Regions from separate parts of the Mus musculus genome. Here all the other regions are linked to region 1. Evidence: chromatin contacts called from public Hi-C, HiCAR-type and promoter capture Hi-C data. All regions are on one chromosome and are shown on one strand. Each heading gives the region's core, a stretch centred on a gene start, on an enhancer-like site or on the middle of the called end of the contact. The rest is flanking DNA. Distances are from core to core; before and after follow the strand shown.

Region 1 (2,700 bases), core at 123-2,622:
TGCGTGGGTACAGGCCTGGACTGGTTACAGAATAGCAAGAAAGGCAGCATGAGACAGAGTGGCTTACAGAGTCACAGAACCGAGGAAGGGGTGGATACTCAAGGCCCTTTAGGGTGATTACAATATGGGCACTGTTTTACCACAGTTTGGGACAAGAGGATTTAGGACATGGAGGCTGTATATGACTTCCATATCAGAATAAATATTTACCTCACAGAATTCTTTTAGAAGGACCAAATGCCATGTGTGAGGATCTTTTTAAGCTCGAAAGCACTGCACAACTGTGAATCAGGTTATCTGCCTGATTTTCTACATTTTAACATCAGACAGCCTTGGCAAATTCCTCTTCTGCATGAGTGGGAATACAAGGGCTACTCCATATTTCTATCACACTGGGTCTAATCTAAAAACTTAACTTGGATGTTTGTTTTACTACAAAACCACAACTGTATTTCAACGTGAAATGAAAATGCTCAATGTGAAAAGCCACCTTGCAGTAGTCAAACTAAGCAAGGTCTGCTGGGAAGGAAAACTCTTTTGCCTCGGACCTGCACTGCAAAAGACAGTTTGCACAAATGATAGTAAAGAGGCTCTTGTTAACGTAATGACAAAACCCAAATTTTTCCTTGTCAAATTCCGTAACTTTTGGCACACTCAAAATAAAGCACAGATGTGAACAGTAAAAAGTCCACTAGTAAATGTCTCTTAGGACAGTAAACAGAGCATCACCATGCATGTCTTAAGGAACATCACAGAAACTGGCAAGCAGGGCATTTAATATATGAGGGGGAAATATGGTAGATGATACATACATATATATGCTTCTATGTGTGTGTGTGTATACATATATGTATATGCATATACACACATACACATATATACATATACTTAAGGAATCTCTTCCGAGTTTTAGCCTGAGTCTTCTATTTTGTTAGTTTCATTTAATTTTGTCCTTCGCCCTATATCAGAACGTCTGTATGAAAAAAAGGCAATAATTTGTACTCAGCACCTCAATGCCACTTCTCAGCTATAGCTGGACGTTTCCATCTACGTCTTGCCAGCAACGGGAATAATCCTTAAAGCCTTGCATAGCAGTCTACTCTTAACTTGCCTTTTTCAAAAAATCCCATTTAACATAAACCAGAAGGGCTGAGCCCAGGCAAGGCCGGCTCGGACAGAGCGGGTGTGCAAGGCGCTATCCGCGCGGAGAAGGGCCACCCCAACTCGCCCGGTCAGAGCTGCCACGTTCCTGGCACTCCGCGTCCCAGAACCCCTCGCTCGGGTCTCCAGCTCCCGGCTGCCCCGAACTAGTTCTGCCAGCGTTTACCTGCTCCTCTGCTTCCGCCATAGCGCAGCCTGAGAGTCATGTGACATACCCGGAAATAGGAGAAAACAGCCCCTGGGCCACAGCCTACTGGGAAATGTAGTTTTTCCCGCACACTAATCTGGTTCCTTAGCCAGCTCTCATTTTTGCTCAACAGAGACACCACTATATCTATAATTAATGCTAAATTGTTATTTTGTTGTTGGTCTACGTTCTGTTGTTATTGTAGCATTAAGTTCTTTCTATTTCAGGCTCCCGTTTACAGTAAAATTATGAATTATCTCATTTTCTATTTCAGGCTCCCGTTTACAGTAAAATTATGAATTATCTCATTTAGTCCTCCCTGTGATCCCTCCTGTTACCGCCATTAACAGGGGAAAGGATAGTAACTCGGAGATTTCACTAAACTTACCTAAAAAGCCTAGGTTTAGAACCTATCCCTCTCCGAAGTCTAAGACTACTATATCAAATGTTCTTTAGTCTGATATGTTGTTGTGCCTGCCCACTCACTTTTTAAAGTGATAGTGACTATTTATATAAAAAAAAAAAAGTCTACAGTGGAAAGTGAGAAAATAATGTGTATTCCTGCAAAGATTTAGTATCTTGGTACATTAAATTGACATCTTTCATTTTAATTTAAAATTGAATTGTATAGATATTTTGTCTGCATGTATGTCTGTGCACACTTAGGAACCTCGTGTCCTCAGATGTCAGAAAAGCATATCAGATTCCCTGGAATTACAGATACATATATTTGAGAGCTGCCATATAGCTGTTGTGAATCAAATCTGGTCCCCCGTTAGAGAAAAAATAGCAACTGACATATGAATATAGAAAATTATAAATCTCTATTGTTTAATTGCTTCGTAACTCACATTGACTATCTTCAAGATACAATGTCAGATAATAATTTGTAAATGTAATATGAAAAACATCATTTAGAAAACTTGAGCTATCCTATGTTTCAGGACAAAGTAAACTATCTTTCCTATTCTGTGGGAATTCACTCATCTTATCCACTGATAGCCATTGTCTGTTTATTGTCTTAAGCAGCTGGCAACTCACAGAGGGCAGCACAGTTGGCAGACTGTGGCAGATGCCTCAGTGCCCTTTCGTTCCCTGTAATTCCCACTGACAGTAGCCTAGTAGGAAGTCATATTCTTAGTACTCAGCATTTCCCTTAGTCTCTAGATGTTGCTTTCTCAACTCATGGTCTTCAATGACCTGGAAGCCATGACGATGTCATCTTTCAGACTCTTGTCTTCTCCCAAGAGCCTTAATAAACCTCCAGCTCTTCCTGAGGCCCCTCTTCCAGTCTGCGCACCAAGCAGCTAATTTGGACACCCACAACCAAGGGTCCAAGGTCATGTCTGATC
Region 2 (2,700 bases), core at 96-2,595, 680 kb before region 1:
AGTATTAGGATAGTGTGAGGTGTTTTAATTACTAAGTGGAAGGCGTCTGCATTACAGTAGTCACACAAGTTGCTTCACCTTGTCACCCAAATCATTGTATACAAGAACCCTGAACTTAGTTTGTATATATACACACACCCTAACCCTAACTTTTCTCATGCTCATCAATTTGAAAAAAACAACAACAACAACAAAAGCTTGCATATTATTTCTCTTCCAAAGGGTAGTAAATAGGATTATTTAAACTTTATGGGTGGAAATGAACACTGTAGCAACACTAGGGGCCCTTATCTGAAGACTCTACTACTAGGATTGAAGATGTATGCCTGAGATCTAGTCTGTTCTTTTGTTGTCATCTGCACCATAAGCAGTACTTGGACAGAAGTAGGAAAACACATTCACACATGTTTAAGGTAGCATTTCTCATACTAGCAATTAAAAAAAAAAATCCAAACAAACTGTATGTTTAAGGGCATAGAGATGGCAAGTTATATCATTGGCGCTGAAGACTTTTAGCATTTAAAAAGCAATGAGGCACATTTAAGGCTAGATGAAGAACTGAACTTGAGTGTTAACAAATATTTTCACATGTCAATGCAGGAAGGACCCATCACACAAAGACTGAGCCTTTGATTGGTTTATAAAAACAGTTCTCACCCAACTTGCACTGTTCAAAATTTTGCACGTATATAAATTCACATTTGTAATGTAAACATTATAAAAACGATTAAACTACTTTATAAGAGTATCTATTAAAAATACTATTCTTAATATTATTTTCCTCTAACAGGCTGAGAGTCTTCAGCACTCATAGTGCAATATATTTTATCTTCCTTTGTATTCTTGCATTTAAGGACGTAACTGTACCAGCTATTGGAAAAATCTAAAACATCACTTAGTGCCCAATGTCGTGTATAACAACTAAGTAAATACAGTTAGCCTTAACTATCAGTAAGACAAAGGCATTACTCCTACGTAAGACTGGGCTGATTGAGACTTACGGTCGAGTCCTAGAATAGACAAGTTCTTAGTGGACAGCTGAAACCAAGGGGCCAGGGCCTGAAATCCACTCTCAGAGTTACCCCTCACCGGCTGCAGCCTAAAACCTATCTAAGAGAAGCCTTCCGTAGAATTCTCAGGAAGGTAAAACCCACTAAAAGCCTGCTGTTAGAAGCTGGATACCTTAACAGGCTTTGGAGGCGCGGCTAGTCCTAGGCCCGCCCACTGCCTCCTTTATGAGCCATCTACTGGTCGTCCGAAAACTGACAGTTCTGTAAACCAACCCGCCGTCTCCTCTGCCACTATTCACTTTTCCAGCAAGCCGCAGCGTCTTTGCGTGACCAGCGCGTTGACGTCACGGACAGGGTCCCGCCCTGCAGCCCCGCCCCAGCCCCGCCGGCGGGGACCGCGGAGCCGTGTCTGCAGGCCGGCGGGCGGCTCGCGCCGCGGAGGAGGTAGGCTGTCTTTCCGCGCCCTGCTGGGCAGGTCGTGAAGCCAAATGCCTGAGGTTCCAGGGTTTGCCGGGCTCCCCAGACCTGGCCTTGGCCGTGGGGCCTGTGGGTGCAGCCGCGGAACGCGGCGGAGCGCGGGAGGGAAGCTGGCCCCGGGCCCACACCCACACTCACCGGGAGGCAGGTGGTCCAGCCTCGGCCCCGTGCCTTGCATCCGCATCAAGTCCAAGGTGACATGCGGGTGTAGGCCGGCAGGTACTGTCTGTTACTGGCCTTGTGCCTTCGTCAAGAAAAGCCCTGATGTAACAAAACAAAACGAAAATTAAAGCATGAGTCATGAATGTTCTAGCCATGGTTTCAGCTCTCCGCATTGCCCACTCATCCTGCCTTTAGTTTTTTTTTTTTTTTTTTTTTTAAATCTCAGTAGGGCTCTTTTTCTTCCTCTTTTGGTTGGAACATGGGTGGACACTGTGGAACTTTTCTTAGTGTTCTCTTAGTATGGCAGTTGTAAAGGCATTTGTCTCTGTTCACAGATGGAATCCATCACTTGACCCAGTACTAGTTTGGATAAGGTTAGTAAGGCTGATTGAATGAACACAGTAGCCGTCTGACCTCCCAGGGTACCGAGTTACTATAGCAAGTTCCGTCTGATGTTTTTGTTTAAGGTTCCTAACGGTAAATCCCATCTATGCTTCTTCTGTCCATCATCCACTTATAGAGCAAGATTTGATGACAAAGAGCAGTTTACAGTATTTTTGGCTGCATCTGTGCATAAGTAAAATGCTAGATAATCATGCCCATGAAGGGACAGTGTAGACTGTGCCCCCCCTACATAATATTCACACATATGTAATGTTTTGTATTGTAAGGAAGAATACATTTTTCTTTGAGATCTTCCTGTCTCAAACATGAACCTTTAAAGATTGCATTGTCAAAAGCATTAAAGAAATGGATTTAAAACTGCTCCAAGGACTTACCTTCTCAGGATAGTGATTATCATTTGGATTTAATTATTAGACAGTTTATATGATGCCACATGCTGTTTTAGGTGTTGAAAATTGAGTATTGAACGCTAGATAAGGTTTCTGTCCTCGAGTTCCTTTGATTTTAGTGAAGATAGAATATATGTGCAAATAACAATATGATTTTAGATAGGAATGAATGCTAGAAAATCTGGCAGTAAGGGACATTGGTGTGGCTGTGGTGTGGGATCTGGGAAAATGTCCCTGAAGAGGTGATGCTCTGGATG
Region 3 (2,700 bases), core at 165-2,664, 510 kb after region 1:
TTAGGTGTACCTGTATCAACAATCAAAGTTACTAATATTGATTATATTCTGAAGGTGGGGTAACCTAGGAGGAGAGTGGGCTTGGAGGTGAAGCATAGAAGAATTTGATGCTCACCTTTAGAAGCAGCATACACTCTAATGCACAGGGAAAGAAGAAAAGTCTACTTAGTCATAGCTAACTGGGAGTTCGCTGGAGAAGCAAGGGTTTTACCAAGAGGCTGGGACCTGGTGTCTTCACTGAGTAAAGAATGAGTTCCCAGATTGACATGCACTGATTTTGTTTCCATCTCTGTTTAACACATTGAATTTCTTCTTGCTTTCCAAACTTTCAAGCCATTCAGAAGCAAATGGGTCTACATCCTTTGTGAATTTGGTAACATTTTTTTATAGATCTTAATTCTTAATTGTAGTTGCTCCAAAGAGGTTTTGTTTTCTTTTCTTTTTCTTTCTTTCTTTTTTCTTTTTCTTTTTCTTTTTTTTCTTTTTTTTTTTTTTTTTTTTTTTTTGAAAGAGAAATGATGGATTCTAAAAAATAAAAAGATCTGGCCTTATTGCTTTGATGAAGATTTGCCGTCCGTGACCCTTTAAATATTGAACCTGGACTGTAAAAATATCACTTCTTATTGATCACATGGTTATTAAAGTCAGTCAAATGCTGAATTTATATGTCAAATACTTGTAATATTTCTGTAAATATTAGGGCAGAGAGAGAAGATGATAATGCCACTGTGAGTCACATTAGATCTGCCCAACTTTACGTAACTGAAAAATAATAAAACTGTCAGCAAGAATTTCATTGTATATGCCCAGCACTTGTCACAAACCATTATGCATCATTTATCCATGTATATGTGTCTGTGCATGAGCCCAGAAAACATGCACATATCTTGGAGGACAAGGAAAACGAATCTGTGCATCTGTGTTCCTCCACTGGGCCTCCCAGGGCACGGTAGCTCGCAGCTGGGACCACACTGCAATCCCATGTGAGCACATTCGGGGTTTTTCTATTTCTTAACTCTCAACCTGCTTCAAGAGGCCGACCAACTCTCTGGGTCTAGAGAAAAGCCTGGGAGCTTGCTCTCTGAACAAACGCTAATCAAGCATTGAAGTTGATTCTCAAAATTCCCTTCTGCCAATATTCAAACTTTGTCTGGGGTCACTCAGCAGAGAGCCTTAGATGCCCGGTTTTCCCCTAGACACCTTTCCATATAGGCAAATGCTTTCCAACCAGTCACTGAAAAGGGCCATCCATCAACCACCAGGGAGTCTCCCTGCGTGGGGGTGGGGCAGGGAAGGCCCATGATGGAGAAAGGGGAAGGCATTTCTAATGGCATTTTGATGTACATGCACAAAATTGATGTCGGAAGGATCATTGTAAAGCCCCAGACAGTGGAGTAGTGAGGACATTTTCAGGTGGCTGGCAGATTCTGGCTGGGTGAGCCCAGTATATTTTCTCATGTCACAGTTGATTAGGTTCACAGGGAAGTGGAAAGAGTAAAAAATTCTCTTATTACTGCAGCCGTGCCGTCTCAGCCTCTTTTCCCTTTGAATGCAACATTAGTTTTTTGTCCAGAAGTCTAACTGCTTTCTACAGTTTGGGGAATTGTAAAGCAGAAACAATTTCCCAGCCAGGCTGACCTTCACAGTAATGAGAAATGACTGGAATTTCTCTCTATTTCTCTAACATTTGGAGAGGTTGGGAAGGGGTGGGGGATGGGGGAATATGCTTGTTTTACCTGATATTATGTTGTGGGTGTCCACTTGGCACTTGGAGCCTAATTTTTTTTCTGCTCAGGAGATTACATGGACTGTTGCACCATATGACCTGCAAGCCAGCCCGCACGTGTATTGAGGACGACAGTAATACACTTTAAACCTTCTGTTAGCACAACAGAGGTGGCATTTTGTTTCAGCCATTAAATAAATAAATACTTTTCTCTAGGGTTGCTATTTTCATTTACTCTCCAGCCCAGGCTCAGGTGATGAGCGTTGGAGCAGGGAAGTGCCTCTTTCATTTAAGCCAGTGTTCTTCCTCCAGGCAGTCTCCCTACCTGCCTGAGAGCAGCTGAGTTTGTTGTGTTGTTTTGGTTTGGTTTGGTTTTTCTTCTGTTTTTTCCCAGACTCCATGGTCACCTTTCCCTTTCAATCAAGGATGAGTATGCTAAACTCAAACCCAGCTCTTTTACACACTAGAGGTGTGTGGCTTTGAGCAAGCTACTTGAATTCTCCAGACCTCAGGTTTTTTTTTTTCACCTGGAAAATGGGATTTATGACACTCACCTAATTCACCAAATTGTTTTAATTTAAATGGGGGTGGCATATAGTCTGTTCCGTTCCATCTGTCTTATATAAAGGGTCTTAACTCTGACCATTTTAAATACATTGTAATTTAGCAATTAGTCAGTTGGTCTCAAGCAAGAATTCACAATTAATCCATGCACTGCTATATGATGTAGAAAGGTGCTGTCCCAGGGAAGACAGCTATGACTTGTATATAAATCTCTCCTCTCTCCCTTTTCCCTCTCTCCCTCCCTATCTACCTCTCCTGTTCTCTCCTTCCCTCTCTCTCTCCCCCTTCTCTTCCTCTTCTTCCTCTTCTTCATTCGCCTACCTCTCCTCTCCCTCTCTCCCTGAGACTGTTACAAGTGTGAAAACTAATGAACAAGTGTTGAAGTGAGTGGTTGGTCCAGAGGGGCCCTG
Region 4 (2,713 bases), core at 50-2,549, 740 kb after region 1:
CTCTCACTTTGAGAATAAGGTAAGGTGTTCTCATGGTCTGAGAACTCAGATTCCGGTCGGGTTACCAGATAGGCCTTGGGTGCTTTCTGTCAACATTTTTAGTCTTGTGGTTGGTAAAAATCAGGGTGGTCTATTTGTACATTACATAATTTTTACCTAATATTCACAAAGATGTCAGCTCACATTCAACAGAGGGAGATAAATGGCTACTAAGGGCCTATGATGGCCCAAAATGATTTAACTATGAATTTGCAACATTGGAAATTAGTATGGAAAGCTGGGGAACATCTTCAAAACCCGGACAGTGAAAGCTGTGGTATGTGAGACTCCCACACGTGCTTTTTCTAATCTGAGAGTCCCGTCTCATGGGAGACTTCCCCCTTGATAGTCGTTATGGCTATCTACTTAGTGCTTCCTTGCTGATCGCATCACTAACTTAGTCTTATGTACAAATTAAGCCAAGACTTCCCATTTTTCCCTTGCCTCCTTCTAATTTTTTTTTGGGGGGGGGAGACTCAAACATTTACTTTTAAAATTTAGACATCGTTTAACTGAATTTCTGTTTTAAAAAAATACATTTTTGAGGGAACTAATGAAAGACGAAAAGCATAAAATGAAAGTGAAACAATGTGCAGAACTTTGTGTAGAAACTTAAATGTGTAGAAATGCAAAAAAAAAAAAAAAAACCAACAACAACAACAAAAAAAAATCCAAAATACTCTAACATGTTCAGTAGCACAAATGGCTTTTGTTATAAAATACTTTACACTGTCATTTTAGGTGGGACAATTAACTTACAAATTGATGACTTTTGAAAACTGATGGCAGTAGATAAAAATTCCTGCTATGTAACTTTCTATGCGACTATTTCAGTGGTAATATGAGTACATGTATTTTAGAATCCTAAATCTAAAATCAAAGCTACTCATTATTTGTTTTGGAAGAGCATTCTTAGACAGGTAAAGCATTGGTTCTTTCAGACTTAATATGCGATCTATGACTTCTTTCACATTATTGTGAAAACAGGGCTTCAGCGTTTAAATGTACATTCCTCTTGGCTACTGCTAAGGGAGGGCAATTTGTTTTGATCACTTACTCTGTTTCAAGCCTTTATGTTTTCCATAATTAAAGGCAATTCACTTAAGTGCCTGATATCTCCATTACCAAATAGGTTCCTGTTGCCCAGGAGGCCTATCAAAGGAACCTCCCGGGAAAGCACAGCACCCAAGCAACTGTGACCAGTCAGCTGAGCTGGAAGGGAAGCAGTATTTCAGGAAGCAACACTTAGAGGCAAGACCAAGGACAAAGTCGCTCACCACCACAGACTCACTGTGACTCACTAAAAGTCCCTCACCAACCCTTATGACTCAGACAGAGAAAACACTGAGTGAAAGATGGATGTGTTCTGATTTGTGGTTTGTGGTTGTTAAAAGCAGAAGTTCAGAGTAAAACCCAATGTGGTTTCTCTACAGTCCCATAAGCAAGGAAGTCATATATTTACATAGATCGGTGTGATTATTGATTAAAGATTTAAGTATTTTGTATATTAAATATTTACTAAGCCTCTGCATTAACACCAGGCTAACATAGTTAAGAGAGCCAACTTAACTCAAACGTTAATCATTTTTGATTACTAGAGATACTTTTAAAGAATTTTATAAACTTTAATTTGGGGGATGAGGGAGTGTGAAGGGATGTGCATGTGAGAACAGGGGCCCTCAGAGGCCAAAGGCCTCTGGAGCTACTTACAGGCAGTTGTGAACTGCCTGACTCAGAGGCTGGAATGATCTCAGGTTCTTAGCCAAAGCAGTACATGAATTAACCATCTTCTTAGCTCTGGAGATACTTTTAAGCAAATAATCATTATTAACACTAATTTTAGAGATTTTCTGAAATAAAGTAAAATGTAAAAAGGAAAAAAAAAGGTATGTTTTGAACATTTGAAAATACATCAAGCATAGGCATGAACAAGGACTCTATTCTTCTCATAGGACCATAGGAAATTAGCTCTCGTTTACAGACAATGGTCAGAATGAATCTCTATCTACCCCACTCCAAAATGGCTGTCTTAAACCCTGCAGTCTCTCAAAGCTATCCATGGGGGTGGGGGTGGGGGTGGGGGTGGGGTGCTGTGACCCCATAGAGGATGATGCACTCTGTTGTCAGCTCTCTTCCCTCCCCTTTCTTACTTTTGCAGTCATTCCGTTGTTTTGCTGTGACTTCCCAAACACACACACTTGTTTGTGTGGTATAAACAATAGGTATACATTTTCCCATAGCTGGAGGGGCTAGGAGTCCAAGATCAAGATGTTGTCTGGCTGCTGCAGAAGCCTCTGCCCCAACCTGAAGATACTCTGTTGTCAGTATGCAGTGTCTGGTCATCAGGCGTGGTGGCAAGTGCCTTTAGACCCACATGATAGAAAGTGAGAACCAACTCACAAGTTGTCCTTTGATCTCCACCAGAGCACCATGGTGCGCGCGCGCGCGCGCGCACACACACACACACACACACACACACACCCCTAAAATGTAAAACTGAGTTCTCTTTTAACAAAATAAATATTTTTTCTTTTCATAATGATACCATTAGTATCTGATTAAGAGTCACCCTCCATACCTCATTTGAACCAGGAAAAGCACCTCTGCTCCAATGTGATTGCATTTTGGGCTGGCATTAGAACTTCAACAAATACATTTAGTGAGATGAAGTTAA
Region 5 (2,700 bases), core at 45-2,544, 810 kb after region 1:
GCAGCAATCAACTGAGACTTGGCTAGGTCTCGAGATTCTGCTTTCTAGTTTATATTGCTGTTCACAGGAGACTGGGACGCTCCATAAAACTACTCACAACATGGTTTCCCCTAAATAAAACTGAGAGAACAGAAACCTTTTCCTTTATGATATGCCTTCCTCTCAAGTGTATTGTATTGGTCCAGAGCCTCTTAGGGCTGTTGCCCACACTGGTCTGATTGAATGCTATTAACATGCTTCAGGTTGTGTTCTCAGCATTGCATGCGACCAGTGCTTCTGTAGCTGCCCAGAGTAGTTATTTGTGACAGTTTGGTTATATCATAGTCATAAACACTTGTACACTTTTTTAAATTTTCACCAAGTTTTTTTTTTCTTTTTCCTCTGATTTTATGAATAAAACTTCATGGTAGAAAACTGGTATCCAGGTAACCACTATGTCCTGAAAATGAAACATTTTAAATGAATAACTAGTCAAGTTATTACTAAAATTTTATTTTGCTGATATTTTTGTTTGTATTTATATGTTAAAAATAAAGTTCCTACATAAATGCTATTTTCAAACTTCTGTATTACTTTTCTGTTGCTATGACAAACACTGTGACCAAGACGACAACTTATAATAGAAAGTCTATCAAGGGCACCCCTCCTAATCCTTTCTAAACAGTCTACCAACTTGGGAGCAAGTATTCAATCTTATGAGCCTATGGGCAACATTCTCATTCAAACCACATTCTATTCCCTGGGCCCCATCGGCTTCTGGCCATATTATAATGCAAAATGCATTCAGTTCTACTTCACAAGTCCAAAGTCTCTTCTGAGGCGCAAGGCAATTCTTAACTGTAACTGCTTATGAAAATAAAAAAAGGCAATGACATACTTCTAACATACAATGGCACAGAACATACATTAGTGTTCCTAAATGGGGGTGGGGGTGGAGTGCAGTGAAGAAATACTGGAAGAAAGTAAAACCAAAATTCAGGAGAGCAAATTCTAAATCCTTTTATTCCTTGTCTGATGTCAAGAGCTTAGGTGGCTTGGTCCTTCTGGCTTTGCTGCCTGCAATATACATCTCCCAGACTGGTTCCACTCCCTGTGTGCAGCTCTCCTTGGCAGATGTACCACAGTTCTGACACCTCTGACATAATCTGGGCTTCACTTTCTTAGCTCACATAATGGTTTTTGAGGGCCTACAAGCAGTGGCTCCCTGCCACACATGCAGCCTCAGCTGCTCTCCTTAGCCACCAAGGGAGATCCTGCATCCCTCTTTCTTTCTCTTGTGTCTTCATGACTAAAGCCAGAGTAACATGGACAACGCTTAAGCTCTGCTGTCTGATTGGAATGGAGCCTGGGCCCCTGAATCACATTTGCTGCAGCTTTTGTTTGTTGCCTTTTAGAAGCAGAAAATTGCTTAGTTGGCCTTTTTACAGCTTGGAAGCTTAGCTTGGGGAGGGCTTCTTGCCCGGATGGCACCCTCCTTTCATTCCAGTGCACATCAGGCCTCACTTCAGTCCTTATTATCTCTTGTAGCACAAGCCTTGGTTGGCTCCAACATTAATTTTCTCTTAAAATTATGTTTTGTATTTCCTCTAGCCCCACTTGCTCTTTTTTGTTATAGACCTGCTTAAGAGTAATGACCAATGACCGTGTGACAGCATTAGGTTGTCTTGAAATCTCTTCTGCCAAAGAAATTAGTCCATCACTTTTCAATTTAGCCTCAGGCAGATTCCTAAGATAGGGGCAGAGGGATATCATATAGTTGTCAGACTGCCTCAAAAATGGTTTCTAGTCCAGTTAATATTATTCCCCTCTGAGACCTAAGCTGGGCCTCCACAGTCCATTTTGCCCTTGGCACTACTGTCATCCAAGCTTCTACTCTTATGGCCCATTAAGCTCTGTTTATAGCATTTAACCACTTTTCTAGTCCAAAGTCCCAAAGTCTTAGCATATGTCTAGGGAAAGCACATGTTCAAGTCCATCACAGCAGTACCCACTTCTTGGTACCAATTTCTGTTTTCTTTTCTATCGCTGTCACAAAACACCATAATGAAGACAACTTAGAAGAGAAAGCATGTTTAATGGCTTGAAATTTCAGAGGGCTAGAGTCCACGATGGCTGAGCAAAAGCACATTGGCAGTGATAGCTGAGAGCTCAGATCTGGGTCTGCAAGCAGGAGGCACAAAGGTGCTTTGGGAATGGCAGGGGTTGAAATTTCAAAGCCTGACCCCAGGGTCATACATTCATCAAAGCCACACCTTCTAATCCTTCCTAAACAGTCCACCAAATGGGGACCAAATATTCATATAGGAGCTTGTGAGGTCCTTTCAGACCACGTTAAACTTCTAAGTTTCCTTAAACTTCTAAGTTTCCAGTTACCTATATAAGGAGAAAGACTTTGTAGAGATTGCCATATCAGAAAATAGAATTCCATTGTAATCAGGCCTTCTATAAAATTTTATAAAATCGATAAACTTGTACTCATTAAGGAAATATGAAAATTGGCTTAACTTAGGAGTATTACCTCTAACAATTCTGACTTATTGGGGGGGCATTTTGGGGACCAGCCTTATGAAAGCTAGCACAGACCGCCTCATATGTCCTCCATACACAGGTATAGCCTGGGAGCAGTCTGGCTCATGAGCCTTAATTTGCTGGTCCTACCTCCTCTGCCTAGCCCTCCAGTTAGGGTTTGTCAGGGGCCAG

What was found. Promoter capture Hi-C pulls out the DNA fragments that hold promoters and counts their contacts. A called contact is a pair of places that touch in the nucleus more often than the background predicts. HiCAR-type assays count read pairs that join an accessible place to other places.
Region 2: a Hi-C map of CD4 T cells shows a contact between it and region 1, with 13 times the contacts expected there. The contact joins the promoter of Stard3nl here to the promoter of Vps41 in region 1. A contact is called at or near these places in 4 of 39 promoter capture datasets (hippocampal neurons, liver and pre-B cells) and 1 of 484 Hi-C or Micro-C datasets (CD4 T cells).
Region 3: a promoter capture Hi-C map of second pharyngeal arch cranial neural crest shows a contact between it and region 1. The contact joins the enhancer-like site here to the promoter of Vps41 in region 1. A contact is called at or near these places in 11 of 39 promoter capture datasets (the 3T3-L1 cell line, 3T3-L1-derived adipocytes, HPC-7-derived erythroid cells and 7 more), 1 of 115 datasets of contacts at active chromatin or transcription factors (astrocytes) and 1 of 9 other capture datasets (embryonic stem cells).
Region 4: a contact with region 1 is called in a Hi-C map of B cells, with 8 read pairs. The contact joins the enhancer-like site here to the promoter of Vps41 in region 1. A contact is called at or near these places in 6 of 39 promoter capture datasets (cranial neural crest, frontonasal cranial neural crest, hippocampal neurons and 3 more), 2 of 484 Hi-C or Micro-C datasets (B cells and CD8 T cells) and 3 of 9 other capture datasets (adipose tissue, embryonic stem cells and liver).
Region 5: a contact with region 1 is called in a HiCAR-type map of astrocytes, with 3 times the contacts expected there. The contact joins the enhancer-like site here to the promoter of Vps41 in region 1. A contact is called at or near these places in 6 of 39 promoter capture datasets (the 3T3-L1 cell line, HPC-7-derived erythroid cells, cranial neural crest and 3 more) and 1 of 115 datasets of contacts at active chromatin or transcription factors (astrocytes).

The regions. Positions count from the first base shown.
Region 1 is chr13:18,715,964-18,718,663 of GRCm38.p6, reverse strand. It overlaps Vps41 (VPS41 HOPS complex subunit), which reads right to left and starts at 1,372. Exons shown (of 29, transcript NM_172120.4): 1 at 1,328-1,372. The coding sequence starts at 1,348.
Region 2 is chr13:19,394,458-19,397,157 of GRCm38.p6, reverse strand. Stard3nl (STARD3 N-terminal like) reads left to right here and starts at 1,345. Exons shown (of 9, transcript NM_024270.3): 1 at 1,345-1,454. It overlaps Gm40827 (a long non-coding RNA gene), which reads right to left and starts at 1,311. Exons shown (of 2, transcript XR_873152.2): 1 at 1-1,311.
Region 3 is chr13:18,203,710-18,206,409 of GRCm38.p6, reverse strand. The region is part of intron 4 of Pou6f2 (POU domain, class 6, transcription factor 2); the gene reads left to right. Among named protein-coding and RNA genes, the nearest start is that of Gm31832, 76 kb to the left of the region's middle. Within about 2 kb of position 1,414, at least 5 of the 459 cell types and tissues checked have an H3K27ac peak or open chromatin away from gene starts, as enhancers often do. A contact at or near this core is called in second pharyngeal arch cranial neural crest, where this site is marked.
Region 4 is chr13:17,974,682-17,977,394 of GRCm38.p6, reverse strand. No RefSeq gene overlaps it. Among named protein-coding and RNA genes, the nearest start is that of Yae1d1, 17 kb to the left of the region's middle. Within about 2 kb of position 1,299, at least 134 of the 459 cell types and tissues checked have an H3K27ac peak or open chromatin away from gene starts, as enhancers often do. A contact at or near this core is called in B cells and CD8 T cells, where this site is marked.
Region 5 is chr13:17,906,040-17,908,739 of GRCm38.p6, reverse strand. The region is part of intron 1 of Rala (v-ral simian leukemia viral oncogene A (ras related)); the gene reads left to right. Among named protein-coding and RNA genes, the nearest start is that of Rala, 37 kb to the left of the region's middle. Within about 2 kb of position 1,294, at least 20 of the 459 cell types and tissues checked have an H3K27ac peak or open chromatin away from gene starts, as enhancers often do. A contact at or near this core is called in astrocytes, where this site is marked.